2 separate regions of the Mus musculus genome follow, and region 2 is linked to region 1. A link is a contact called in public Hi-C data. All regions are on one chromosome and are shown on one strand. The core of a region is the stretch at or near the end of the contact, and the rest is flanking DNA. Distances in the headings are between cores, read along the strand shown. Region 1 overlaps Hipk2 (homeodomain interacting protein kinase 2). Region 2 holds the start of 1700025N23Rik (RIKEN cDNA 1700025N23 gene).

Region 1 (7,034 bases), core at 102-2,601:
TCCTTTGAGGTAAGATATTTCATTTTGTGCTTTCCCTGAATCCTGCCTTAAATAACCTGTAAGTGTATATTAGTCACACATATGGAAACAAGTAAGAGCAAAGTGCTTACACTAAACTGAGTTCTGCAGAGTATCATTGTGTGTCTGGGGGAGGCCATAGAGAGCTATATCTGTGCATGTGAAGAAACCACTGCAGTGACTTGGTTATCAAGGCAAGTAGCAGGTTAAAGACATCAACAACAAGTTCTAAATCTGAATATGTGGGACAGGTCTGAAGCCTCCATGAAGACCCTCTAATGGACAGCTGTGACAATGCTGCACCTATGTATGGCTGGGGAAGGGAGGGTCCCTCCTCATGCTTACTGTGCTGTTAATGGTAGTAAGGCTCTGAATTCTCACCAAAATTGCTCTTTTTGTCCTTAGAGACCACCTCAGCCACCCAGACTTACAACAGTCACTGAGGAGGCCGAGTAGTTGGCTGGTAAGGTCAGTCAGCCTCACATGAATTATGCTATCCCTTAGAAATGCCTTATAAATTATAAAGTGAGACTCATAAGCTGGTGTGAAGAAAATTGGATATTCCCAAATGTTTGCTTATTCCATGCTCAGTTCACTACTAAATTGGTTTTTTTCAAGCTTAGCCAGAAAATCTGATACACTTAGAAGCAGAGCTTCCCATGTTGGTGTCTTCCACTATGGTAAATTCTTTTCTATTACTATCTGTTCATCAAAAGGGTGTGTTGAACTTCCTGCTCCCAGCAGCTGTCTATAATGTGGCCTTATTTGGAAACAGGGTCTTTACAGGTATAATCAAATTAAGATGAGGTCATTAGGGTGAGTCCTAATCCAACCTGACTGGCGCCTTTATAAGAAAAGAAAAGTCCACATAATGACACAGGCAGAAACTGAACGCAGTTGCAATGTAAGATACACCATAGACTACAGGGTCTACAAGACCCTAGGAAGAGAAAAAGAGTTCTACATGGTGACACCTTTGTTTCCCATCTGCGGCTCCAGAACTGCAGAAGCTTACATTTCTGTGGTTCTCAGCCACCTGGTTTGTGTTACTTTGTTACAGTAGCTCTAGGAAAGGAATATACTACTCTGTAATACAATTCAGGATGTATTTCACTGAGAAAAACATGTCTGCATTCAAACTATAACAAAGTATTTTTAGCTGTCACTTAAGCCAAATGGCAACTTGTCCTCATGGCCCTCACAGCCTGTATTTGTCACCTCTAGGCAGAAAAGCTGCAGAAGTATCCACAGCTTTCCTCCAACACTGTTGTTCCCATTCCAGCCAGGACACTGAACAACTAATTCATGATGCAAATACATTCATGCATCATGACTGAGGTCTGACTTCAGAACACCATGAAACTTCACTTTGTCATCACTGGGGATCCTAAGAGCACAGACAGGAACAACAAGACTTCACCTTTCCTAACCTCAACTTCTTGCTGTGGTAGGAAAGGGGAGCGTAACACAGGGTCTGCTATCACTGCCACACCCAGCTGCTGCCTCTGTCCTCACCTTTATGTGTTCCTCTGAATACTTTCTCAGATGCTGCCAGCCAGCTGCTCAGAGAACTTTGTGGAGCGTGTTGCCTAGGCGCAGTGAGGCTGATGATGGGAAATGGATGGGCCCTGCTTTCCCTGAGAAGTCTCTCAGGCAGGGCTCATTCACCTTCCGTCTGAGGGTATGACAATCTGCTGCTCTTGCTGGTCTGTGTGGCAACCCTATTTGCTACAGCAACTCTACCTTCCCTTTTTTATTCTCTGGAGAACTTTGCCATTCCCCTCACCTGCTTTCAACTGTCATCTGATTAAATTCAGTTACAGGTCAGTTTAGGGAAGCAGAGGAAGTGTCACCTACTGTGACTGAAAGGGCAGGCAAGAGCAATGAGGAGAGGAGGCAGAGAAAGTTAGGGAAGGAGGAAAAAAAAAAAAAAAGAGCAAAGCAGTGACGGCCTATGCCTTTAATCCCAGCACTCAGTAGGTAAAGGCAGGAGCATCTCTGAGTTCAAGGTCAGCCTGGTCTACAAAGCAAGTTCCAAGATAGCCAGAACTACACAGAGAAACAAAGAGAAAATAAGAATCCCTGAATCAGGAGCACCCTCAGAATAGTAAACACTGCCGTGCGCTTTGGAAACTATGGACTACAATAATGCAGTGTATGGTAATGTGTGTGTGTCTGCATACATGTGCAGATATAGAAGGCAGATGGGATCCCTTATCCATACATCCAACAGTCCACGCTCACTCACACGGACTCTAAAAGTGGGTTCTGTGGTCTTTCACAAAGACATTATACTGTGAGTCACTGTCATTGAACATATCCCCTGATATTATTACTCAACAGCTCCATAATTCTAAGCCACTTGACCTACAGCTGGCAGAAGTGCTTGCTCTCACATGGGTCCCTGCCATTGGTGTCTCAGGCCATGGCTGAGATGTCAGATGGTACACTGTGGTGGTAGATGGTATAGCCTCACAATATCGGTCCTCTCCAGTGTCACTGTGCTGTGGGCTCCAAGGATTAGTTTTAGATCATTTTTGTGTCTCTACCAGCTATGCCAGAAGCAGTTCTACCCCTATGTATCCAGCAGGCCACTTAACCTCAATTCCTTCCCCTAGAAAGTGGGGATAATAGCAGTAAATCACAAGGGCTTTGTGTGCATTAAACAAGTGTTGTGTTTTCTGTTTCTAACTCTGGCACACAGTGAACTCTTAAAAAGATGAATAGTGAGAAACAAGTAGTGTGAGGCTGGCCAGCCCACCATGGTTATCAAATTACATGAGGATAGGTTGTAAAAACTGGTACTCACAATGCTCAGCATGCTGGCAAAGGTGAGGGATGCGGCATGCAGGTTTTTATGAATGAACAAGAGAGCAGAAAAAAAATGAAATGAGAAGAGATTTGTATTAGGACAATTATGAAAGTGAAGCATTTCTTTTTATGTATTTTCATATTCCATGTTACTAAAAATGCCTACTGAAAGCACAAAAATTATAAATAAAAAAGTTATAATAAAATTATAAATAAATAAAGTCTTAGAAAATTATAAATGTTTCGGTTTGTTTTTACTGAATCTTAGTAACTTTTCTTGAGCCTTTCACTCAAAGTTCCTGCTAGAACTTAAGAGACTCAAGTCATATAATACAAAAGTTAGGTTTGGCCACAAGTGAGGCCTTAAGCCAGTTTTTTAAAAAAAAGGTGTGAGAGAGGTATTGTTTCTGGGCCAGAACTTTGAAGCCAGGGTGAGAATTTGTCTTCTTTCCCTTGCTATATAAGCAGCCCTGATCCAAGGAGGAGAAGCTGTTTGGCCAGGGGGACTGGAGGACCTCAGTGGCCCAATGGAGCATGCACGTGAGCAATCTGTTGCTGTGTGTATCAGAACCATCTAAGGAGCACTCTACTTTCCTTATGTTGCCATTGTGGCTGAATGTGGTTTTGTCTTGATGCACAAGGTGCTTAGCCATCAAAACCAGAGCTCACACTCCTGAGGATGACGTACAACTTCTAAGTAGTTTAACCCTTTTCTTCCTTATTTTAATGTGAGAATGTTTCAGAGAGATGAAGGTATAAATAATGAGATGACACTGGCCATCATAAGTGTTAGTGACTTCAAGTATGCACACAACAATTACTACCTAGATGTTTTTCTGAATAAGCAGAAGGTATAGAATTAAAAAATGCCTCCTGGAAACTTAGAGGCAAGTCACTTTCTGGTTACTAAAATGAGAGCTGCCTTTCAAACAGAGCCTGGACACTACTGATAACAGGTCTGGGTTCCTGCAGGGGAATATCTGTTTTTATCACATGTTGGTGTTTCTTATGAGAAGAATGGGCCTTTCTCACTCTGCTCCAGTGGGATTCCTCAGCTCCATGATGCAATGGTTATCTTTTTGGTAAAGAATATTCAAGTCCTGACATCATAGTAGTAATGGATATTACTCATGGTATGCTCTCAAGCCCAGCATGGCACATTCTGTACCCTCTTTATCACTGAAGTAAGCAATGGGTTTAAAAATAACGTTGCTTACACACCCAGAGTACCAATGATTCATTAACAACTGAACAAATACTGCTCTGGACTCCAAAATTATACAGAATTTTATATACAGGATTTTGAGGCATAGGTATTTTCCACTTCCCTAGTAGAAGTATTATATTGTACAGACCTACAGATCTTTTTTTTTAATTAAATATTTTCTTTATTTACATTTCAATGTTATTTCCTTTCCTGGTTTCCCTTCCAAAAACCCTTATCCCCTCCCTCCTCCCCTTGCTCCCCAACCCACCCAATCCCACTTCCTGGGCCTGGCATTCCCCCACACTGGGGCATAGAGCCTTCACAGGACCAAGGGCCTCTCTTCCCATTTATGACTGACTAGGCCATCCTCTGCTACATATGCAGCTAGAGCCATGAGTCCCACCATGTGCTTTCTTTGGTTGGTGATTTAGTCCCAGGGAGCTCTGGGGGTACTGGTTAGTTCATATTGCTGTTCCTCCTATGGGGCTGCAAACCCCTTCAGCTCCTTGGGTACTTTCTCTAGCTCCTTCATTGGGGACCCTGTGCTCCATCCAATGGATGGCTGTGAGCATCCACTGTTCCGGTGAAGGAGGCAGAGGCAGGAGGATCTGGAGTTTGAGGCCAGCCTAGGAGATCTACAGATCTTAAGAGAAGGAAACCTTAAAAATGTACAAATTCGGGATTTAACAAGTTATCTGATTTATGACTCCAAAATTGCCAACCTAAAGTGTAATTAATGATAATATCCATACATTTGCAATCCCAGTATATGAAACATTCCAAAATAAAGTCCTTACAAGGATAGTTCACAGTGGTCATGGTGATGTCTAGGAATGAGAGTCTGTGATTTCCCACTGATAAGCTAAGGGTGTTGGGTTTGGAGTTTTACTCAGATTCTTTAAAGACAAACATCTCCTCCACAGCAGACGTTCTGCTTAGACATCTATATGCCTTTTGGTTAGCTCTGTGCTTAACAAGCACCTCTGTTCTCTTGAGATCCCAGATAAGGCCTTGAACCATAAAGGTGAGGTTCTCCTGACTGGCTGCTAGGCTTCATTCATTCAAACAATCCAGAGTAAGCAACTAGCCAGCCACTCCAAAGATGAACTAACTTGTACCAGACTTTCAGAATCAAATAATCCTAGAATTTTTAAAGTCAGATTTTCAAATCTGCTAAACTAAGGATTCTATAGGTCATGGTGAATAGTCAAAACTATCTGCTGAGTATGTATATGTACAAGCAAAATGGTACAAAAGTATTGCTTTTTTTTAAAAAACCAGCATGCTGTGGAGTAAGACCAGAAAAGATAACTGACCACAGAAAGCAGCTATGACCCTCACCAATCAAATATCACTGACTCAGAGACAAGGCACTCCCAGTGGTGGATATCTATATAGGAGAAAGGGGCCCAAGTATCAGGGCTGATGACCTTACCTTTATTTAAGATTTATGAGATATCTACCTCTCACAGGACCAGGGATGGTTTGCAGATACACCAAACCATCAAAATCAAGATGAGATGAAGCAGGACCAAATCATCTACAGGGAACCCTTACAGGGGAAGATGCAAATGCTGAACATTGCTGAGCTCATCAGGACAGCAGCAGATGGATTTGGAGAGACAGGCTGGTGTCTGAGTTTGAGGTCTCCAGCACCTGGTTTTGATTCTGTCCTGGACGCATAATGGATACGGTAGAGAAGGGAGTGGGGTTTCTGAATGGGAAATGGATATGTATAGCCAAAGACTGATGGCTGTGATGCTATCTGTGGTGGGCTATGAAGCCCACTGTGGCAGTGTCTATGTGTGAGGTAATAGAAGCCTGTATGAAGATGGTGTCAGGAGGGCTGGAGACAGCTCAGTGGTTAGGAGCACTGGTTGCTTTCCGAGGACCTGGGTTTGACTCCCAGCACCCATATGAGAGCTCACAAGCAGCAGTTCCAAGGAGGTTCTCAGGCCTTCCCATGGCTTCTACAGGCAGTAGGCATGCATAGACATACATGTATGCAAAACACCTATACACATATCTTAAGGATGATGCCAGTGGAAGAGTAATACAGTGGCTTGTGTTCTCATGCTAATTGTGTTACTCCAAAAACCTTGTTTACGATGTCCTGCATGTAGGCTAAAGGAAGCCTGCCCCCAGTTGGCACTGATTGGGAAATAAAGTTGCCAATGGCTGGGCAGGGTTAAAGACTTTTAGGATTCCTGGGCAAAAAAGAAGAGGAGAAGAAGGATTCCACCATGTGAAGGAGAGGAGGGTGAGACAGCTGAAACGTAGGCACTAAGGGGAAGCCGTCCCATGGGAGGGCTGCCCAGCAGGCAGCGGGGCAGCAAAAATAAAATATAGACTTGGAAAATGTTAACTCAGGAATACCGGAGGGGAGTGTGTGCTAGCCATGGAGAGGTTCAGGAAGTCCCCAGCCATTGAGCTAGTAAGGCATATTAAAAAAAATCGGTGTGTGTGTATGTGTGTATGTGCCTGTATGTCTTTCTTTCAGGAATCTAGAGAGCTCTGGTGGGTGGCTAGAAGTGCGTGTGACCTGCCCGGGAGATCAATGTGGATTAACTCTTCACTGCTACAGGGTAAGGCCTAGCCAAAGACAGGAGACTGAAGACCTATCTAATGTCTTGAGACTGATGGCAGAAGAGAGCAGACTGGAAAAAAACCCAGGCTCAGATGGCTACTTCAGGCAAACAGCTGCGAGAAGAGAGAAGGGCATGCCCTGCAGTTCAAGTGCCAGGCTGAACAAAGGCACTCTACTCTGTCACCACAAAGAGATGAGGCACAGTTGTGTCCAGTTAGGTGAAGTACATCCCCGAGGGACCACAGGCAGCAGAATGCAGAGGACACACACTTCTGGCCAAGCTTCCATCCAGCCTGCCCTCATTTTCTAAGGCCAAAGCTGATTGGAAACTAAATCAGCTCTCAGCCTGGTCCCCTGAGTTACAATGACCATGTTCTCAGTCAAAACTGGGAGACACTACAAAAGAACATA
Region 2 (6,858 bases), core at 1,074-3,573, 230 kb after region 1:
TGAAGACCAAACATAAATGACAATCTCTCTGAAAATCAAGGGATCATCATGTGCGAGTGTGAACGTGGGGGAGGCCCCATGCACTTTTCAGATTTCCATTTTCCTGATATTTAATTTTCTCCTTTCTAGGAGCACAGAAATTCATTTTATAAAGCAAATCCCCGTTGATATGACTTTAATAAGCCTTGGGAATCCCTTTCTTACTAACACTCCCTACAGAAGACAGATCCCCCTTCTCAAAAGGAGTCCTGCCAGTGGGTGTACCCACCACAAACACCAACCAGTTTGTCACAGTGTCTGGAAGCTGACACTTCCATCATGCATTTGCCCTTCCTTTGAGTCAGGCCGGGGCATCTGAGGGGACCTACTGATGGCGCCCCGGGCAGCGGGGCCAAGGCCGGAGCTGTAGTACGATCCATTCATAACTGTGTCCTTCACTTGTGGAACATGGTGGCTCCCCAAGGACTGGCCAGGGAGAGGGACAGATGGGGCTTTTTCACAGGTGAGAGGTGGGTTTCAGGTTCCTTACTTCTAAGTCTGGAGGCTGCAGAATCCAGAGTGACTTCATAATATCTTTCTGAAACGTAGATGTTTGACATGTTGCCTGGCTGGAAGTAAGCGAATACTCCTACTCAGCTCTCATAGTTATCCTGGTCCCCCCATCTCACTGTCCCCTTAATCTGCTACCCTCTGTCCCCACTTCCTGGACATCCTCATGAATATTTAGCAACTGTTAGAAACTGGGACAACAGCCTGGGGTGGGCCAGTCATAACTCAGTGTAGTCCCCTCTGTCTCTTCCTACTATGTGGACAGGACAGGACAGGACAGGTGTGCGTGTGTGTGTGTGTGTGTGTGTGTGAGAGAGAGAGAGAGAGAGAGAGAGAGAGAGAGAGAGAGAGATCAGCATTCTTATTCATGTTTGTACACATGGAGGTCAGAGGTCAACATGAGGTAGCTGTCATTCTCTACCCACGATCCCCCCTTCTCCCCGAGACAGGGTTTGCCATCAGATCTAGATCATGCCATGTCAGCTAGACTGGCTTGTCAGTGTTTTCTGGAATCCTCCATCTCTGTCCCCATTCCTAGGGTACAGAGAAGGCTGCCATGCCTAGTTTTTATATGGGTGTTAGGGATCTGAACTTGGGTCTTTGAGCTTGTTCCGCAAGCACTTACACACTGAGCCATCTCGCCAGCTCCAGCAGATGCTATTTCTATTTTAAGCATGTTGAGTGAGCCTCCAGCCTTTTCTTCCAAGGACACTTGGGGAGGGGGAGGGGGAGGGGGCGTATTTTATCTCTTTGAAACAGGATTTCTCACTGAACCTGGAGCTTGCTAATTTGGTTAGACCAGCGGCCATCAAGACCCAGGTTTGCTCCTGTCTCTTGTTCACTGGTGTAGGGATGACAGAAGTGGTCCTCAACCTGTGGGTTGTGACCTCTTTGGGGATCCCAGGGGTCGCCTAAGACCATCTACATATCCGATATTTACATTACAATTCATAACATGTCATCACTACACTAAAAACAAAATGAGCCATGATTCTTTCAAAACAGCCAATTGCCCTGATGGAGCCGTAGTATTTGTCTCATCCTCTTTTGACGTATCATCCACACACTTTTCTTTATGACGGCCAGCGTGGGCGTGCCTCCCTCTGGGTCCCCAGGGATGTGTGTCCCTCTCTTCTCCCATCTCACCCACGTCCACTTGCTCACACCATGGCTGAACTGGGGAGCCGAGGAGAGCGATGAGCCAGTGTGCTTTCGTGCACCTCTTGTGCCTGGCTCAGGGCTCACAGCCTGGGTAAAGGAATGAATGGTTCCCCAAGCTGAATGAGAAGCTCTGTTCCCCACAAGCCTCTCCTCTACAACACCAGTGACGTCCCGTTGCCATGATCTGTTAGAAGTGTGGCTCCCCTTGTCACTCTGGATCTCTGGCACCACGCCCAGCAGCTGTCTAAGGTGTTCACGGTGAGAGCCCTGGTAGAAGGTGCTCAGAACACACTCCCAGCAAGACTCTGGGCTCACAGGTTTCCTCCCTGGCCTTCATTTTTCCTCCCCTGTATCATGAAGAAGTCAGATACAATGATTTCTATGGTCCCTTTCAGGAACTGGGGCGTCCCCATTTACCATCCGTTTGCTGCCCTCTGCTGGCAGCTCAGCTCAGGCCCTTTGTGTCCCGGAGATCCTGGACTTTTGTTGCCTGGCCTGGATCTAACTCAAATGAAGGGTGTGTTTCTTTTTACCTTGTGTGCTTACTTTTCCTATCCTGGGGTCACTCGAGGTTACAGGAAGGCTCTTGAGGGGCCCCATCACAGGTCACCAACAACCCCCCCCCCAGAGTGGGCCTGAGTGCCTACAAAGTCAGAACACTGGCCCATTGTGATGCTCACGGGTCACCTGAGTCAAAGTTTAGGGGCAGTGAAAGCCAGTGCAGAGAAAGAATAAATGAAGGTGTTGACTTTATAATGAAGGCATCAGTTAACCCAACCAGTGAGCTCCTCCTTTTAACAAATCCAGACAGGTTATAATCACATGAGCTTAGTTGGGAGCCAGCACCATTTATTTACCCATCAGAGAAACAGCTCCTACATCTAATTTATATATATATATATATATATATATATATATATATATATGCATAATACATACATATATACACACATACACACAATTCATGTTTTGTGTGTGTATGTGTGAGAGATGTGTGTGTGTGTGTGTGTGTGTGTGTGTGTAGAGGGAAAGGGAGAGAGAGAGTTCTATATTGTGGTATAGTCACCATGTCCCTTCCTCCCTACCTCTCTTTCTTCTTTTCTCTCACATTCTAGCATTTGTTAGGACTCCTGTGGTTGCAGATAGCAGGGTTCAAAGTGTCACTGACTTGGTCCACGAGTGGGAACCTGCCTGGAGCAGACAGGACCAAGAATTCTATGAGGCACCAGGAAATGATCTCTGCCCTTGGCCTCTGCCTCTCACTTTACATCTACTTTGTTTCTTTCTTGAACCAACTGGTATTTTGTGCTCACTAACCCACAAAGCAGAAGGCGGCCACCAACAGCTCATGATATACCCACTCTCAACTCCAGGCTCCTTTTTCTCTGTCCCAACCCAGTTTTCTACACTGGTCCCCTTGGACTAACTAGTCACGTCTTCCAGAGCTGACTACACAATTTGTAAGGCCTAAAGTGAAATGCAAACATGGGGCTCTTTACTGGAAAGGCAGGAGGACTGCTGAGCATTCGGGTGGAGCACGGCTCACTTTCCTCCAAGGTCTCTCGTTTGCCATGGTGCTGTTTCATTTCTACTCAGTCATCCTTAGTAAAGAAAAAAAATCACCTACATTTTCAATTATTTCCTTGAATTTTTCCACCCATCTTTATATCATACAAAGCCAGTTTCCAAAGTTGCGTGCAGAGCCACAGAAGTAGTGCAATTCATGTTTTGTGAAGTCAACAGCCAGAGGACACAAACAAACCAAACTGCTGAAGATGGAAAGCAAAAGAGGAAGTATCCCCAGAACCCCCAAACTTCTTCAGACCTGGGCTGAGAAAGCGCAGACCTTCACGGGTGCCCTGAACCCCAGTCCCAAGCCTGACTGCAGGTGGGGTCTGGGAAAGTCAGTCCAGCTGTCTCCCCTTCCCACAGTCCCCACAGCAGAGCACTACTTCCAGGAGTCTTGGATCTGTGCACCCTCTGGCCAGTCCCACCACATACCCATGTTCTTCCAGCTGGAAGCTAAGATGACCACATGGTCACCCCAAGATGCTGCAATATAAGTGAGCCCCATTCACATTTTCTCATATCTGTGTCAAGGGTCAGGACAGAGAAAGCAACTGAGAACTCCTCTAGGGAGGTAACAGGGGGAGGGGCAGGGAGCAGCCATCCAAGCCCCAGAAGAAGTACCCAAGCTCTTTCCCACTTCACCCCAGAACGCACATCTAACAGTGAGGTTATGAGGAGTCTCAGGACAACAATCACAGAGCACCAGTCACACACACGGGGCCTAGGATGGAGATGGAAATGTGATAAGAACCCCCAAATGGAGGTGGGCAAGCGTTGGGAAAGCCAGGCAATGGCTGACATTTTATACCACAAAGTGCAAACATCTCCCTTGCCTTCCAAACTCATGAGCATTCATAGACAGGGGGTTCAACCACCTATGTGTGCTGCAACCTGGCATGACGATCCATCACTAACAGCTGTGTTGTATTGAGTGGCTGAACCATCGTAGATCAGCTCAAGTATTTCTTATAGGCTTCAAGACTCCAGGTGTCCTGGCACAGCCTCCTCTCCTGCCACTAGCATTTCTGCATTTTATAGCAGTTTCCCAGGTAACACTGTAGCTGCCTCAGGACTAGCATCAGGGACTAGCAGTGCCCCACCTGGCGGAATGGCCTTGTGGTCCTCTGGTTCTGAGCCTCTTTCCTGCAAGTAGAGTAAAAACCTCCTGGGGTGGGTCTGTGGAGACTGACAGGTGCAGGATGGACTTGGTCTGTGGGCTGCCTCTTGCTGCTCTGCAGAGGAGGGGGGCACAGAAGAAAGCCCTCCCCCACAACTGAAAGGAGCGAGGCTGTCACTCAGTGTGTTCCCTACTTTTTTCCCTTGCTATGGCTAAACTCGTGACACAAACGACATTTGGAAGAAAGGATTGCTCTCACGGTCTCAGTGAGTTTGGTCCACCTCAGTGGTAATGGTACAGTAGAGTGACAGGAACTTCAGTGGCATTTGTTCTTAAGACCAGGAAACAGACCAGGACCTAGGCTTTAACAACCAAGGCCTGCCTCTAGTTACCTACTTCCAGAAGCTAGGCTTCACCTCTTAAAGGGGCCTGACTGCTCTAATTAATGCCCTCTCCCATCTGGAGAAACAAGCATTCAAAACACGAGCCTGTGAGAACATTTCAGAGATGAACAGTAACACCTGTCAAACAGAAATACACACACACACACACACACACACACACACACACACACACACACACAGTACCCTGTCCCACCCACGGGGTACCCATTCCCTGGTGACTACACACACTAATCTGTCCTCCCCTTGAGAGTCACCAGATGTTAGGAACCATGACAACTGCACCCCCCCCCAAATTTAACCAGTCTTTTCCAACTTCTAATCTGATGTGCGAGAAACAGAATATTACTATTTTGCAATTTTTTTCATTGTGACTTGTATTCCTCCTCTTGGGCTTTGCCTTTTTCATACCCTTTGACAGCTTTTTGTCTGAGCTGTCTCTTCTTGCTGGTATATAATAGCTTTGGAGGGTTGTGTCAACTGTTCATCCTTGCTAACTGTTGCAAGCTTTTATTCTCTGCTGCATCTCTGTGTGTCTCTTAGCTTTACTGCTGTACCAATTACCATCCAGGTGACAGCCTCTCAGAGATGCAGGGGAGGGGGGCGGGGAGGGGGGAGCTGCCACCTTGCTTTGCTGGGCGGATTAAACAAGAGCACGGGCTTGCCATGCTTAGCCATGCCATCAGCTCCCAATAAATGGGACTGGAACTGTAGTCTCAGAGTCTGCCTTTGTTGCTTTTCCTGTTGCTGTGATCAAAATACTGACAAGGCCTAAGGGGAAATGGTTTATTTTAGGTTTCAGTTCCAAGCTACAGCCCATCATGGTAGAGAAGTCACAGAGAACAATGAAAGCACGAATGCCAATGCTCAACTTGCTTCCCCCACTCCACAGGCCAGAATCCCAGCACAGGGAATGGTGTCACCCATAGTGGGCAGTTCTTCCCCCACAATTAACCCTATCAAGATAACACACTGCAAGCCCATCTCCCAGCTGACTTTCCCTTCCGTTGAGTTGACAACACAAACCCTCACACCAGATCTCTGCCAAGGTAGAGCCAAAGACCCTCAAGTCAAAGGCTGCACTTGTTTGTCTTCAGTAATGTAAAAAAACAAGAAATAAAAACACACAGAGCATGCTGGGGGCTACCGTGAGGCCATCTGGACGGAATCTCCTCCTCCTCTTGTGGGACTTGTGTAGAAATGTTTATTGAAGTTGGAATCAGAGCTCATGAAAAAAGACCAAGAGCTGTGAGATTCCTTCTAACCCAACCTCCTTTTGTCTGCTTCCTGCCTCAGCCAGCCCCTGAGTACCACAGCCTGCAGGAAGGTCTGCCGTATCTGGACATGGTGATTTCAGAGACCCTGAGGATGTACCCACCAGCTTTCAGGTATGTCTGTGGCCCCCTGAGCATCACTATTTGGGGCCTTCACTGTCTACCCGGTATCATTCCTAAAGGGCTGGGTTGGTTAGGTTCCTGGGTTTCTTTGTATCCCTTGGGGCACCAGACACAAGGCCTGAGAAGTCTGGCCCATTCTCCTATAGGTTAACTGCCTTTACCAAACATCACTAGCCTTTGCATGGCTTTTCTTCCCAGCCCAACCCTGTCTCTTTGGCCTCCTAGCCTTTGATGGAATCTGCCTTTGTCCCTGACCATTGATCCATCCACCCTTCACTCTTTCATCACCTGTACATTCTGTGTAGGCTGGAAATTAGCCAAAGCTCCTGCCCCTGGAGGGGGTATTGAGCAGAGGACCACCTACTAGAATGTTCCTTCCCTGGTGTTCCAGCTCCTTGCTGGAGCTCTTACATAAGAGTTCTTGCAAAAAATTTCATAGTATTTCTTTTTTCAAAGAGTGTGTGTGTGTGTGTGTGTGTGTGTGTGTGTGCGCGCGCGCGCGCGCGCGCGTGCTCATGGGCTTATGTGCAGCACTAGCAAGGACTATTTTTTAATGTTTATTTTTCTGTGCATGTGTGCCTGTGTGGGTTTATGTGCACCTCTTGCTTGCAGGTGCCAGCAGAGGCTGAAGGGCATCAGAGCCCCTGGGACTGGAGTTTCAGGA

What was found. A called contact is a pair of places that touch in the nucleus more often than the background predicts.
Region 2: a contact with region 1 is called in a Hi-C map of CD4 T cells, with 3 times the contacts expected there. The contact joins the promoter of 1700025N23Rik here to the enhancer-like site in region 1. A contact is called at or near these places in 2 of 484 Hi-C or Micro-C datasets (the AML12 cell line and CD4 T cells), 1 of 115 datasets of contacts at active chromatin or transcription factors (embryonic stem cells) and 2 of 9 other capture datasets (adipose tissue and macrophages).

Annotation. Positions count from the first base shown.
Region 1 is chr6:38,831,525-38,838,558 of GRCm38.p6, forward strand. The region is part of intron 1 of Hipk2 (homeodomain interacting protein kinase 2); the gene reads right to left. Among named protein-coding and RNA genes, the nearest start is that of Hipk2, 41 kb to the right of the region's middle. Within about 2 kb of position 1,352, at least 18 of the 459 cell types and tissues checked have an H3K27ac peak or open chromatin away from gene starts, as enhancers often do.
Region 2 is chr6:39,065,263-39,072,120 of GRCm38.p6, forward strand. 1700025N23Rik (RIKEN cDNA 1700025N23 gene) reads right to left here and starts at 2,324. Exons shown (of 4, transcript NR_040523.1): 1 at 2,244-2,324; 2 at 530-604. It overlaps Tbxas1 (thromboxane A synthase 1, platelet), which reads left to right. Exons shown (of 13, transcript NM_011539.3): 10 at 6,094-6,185.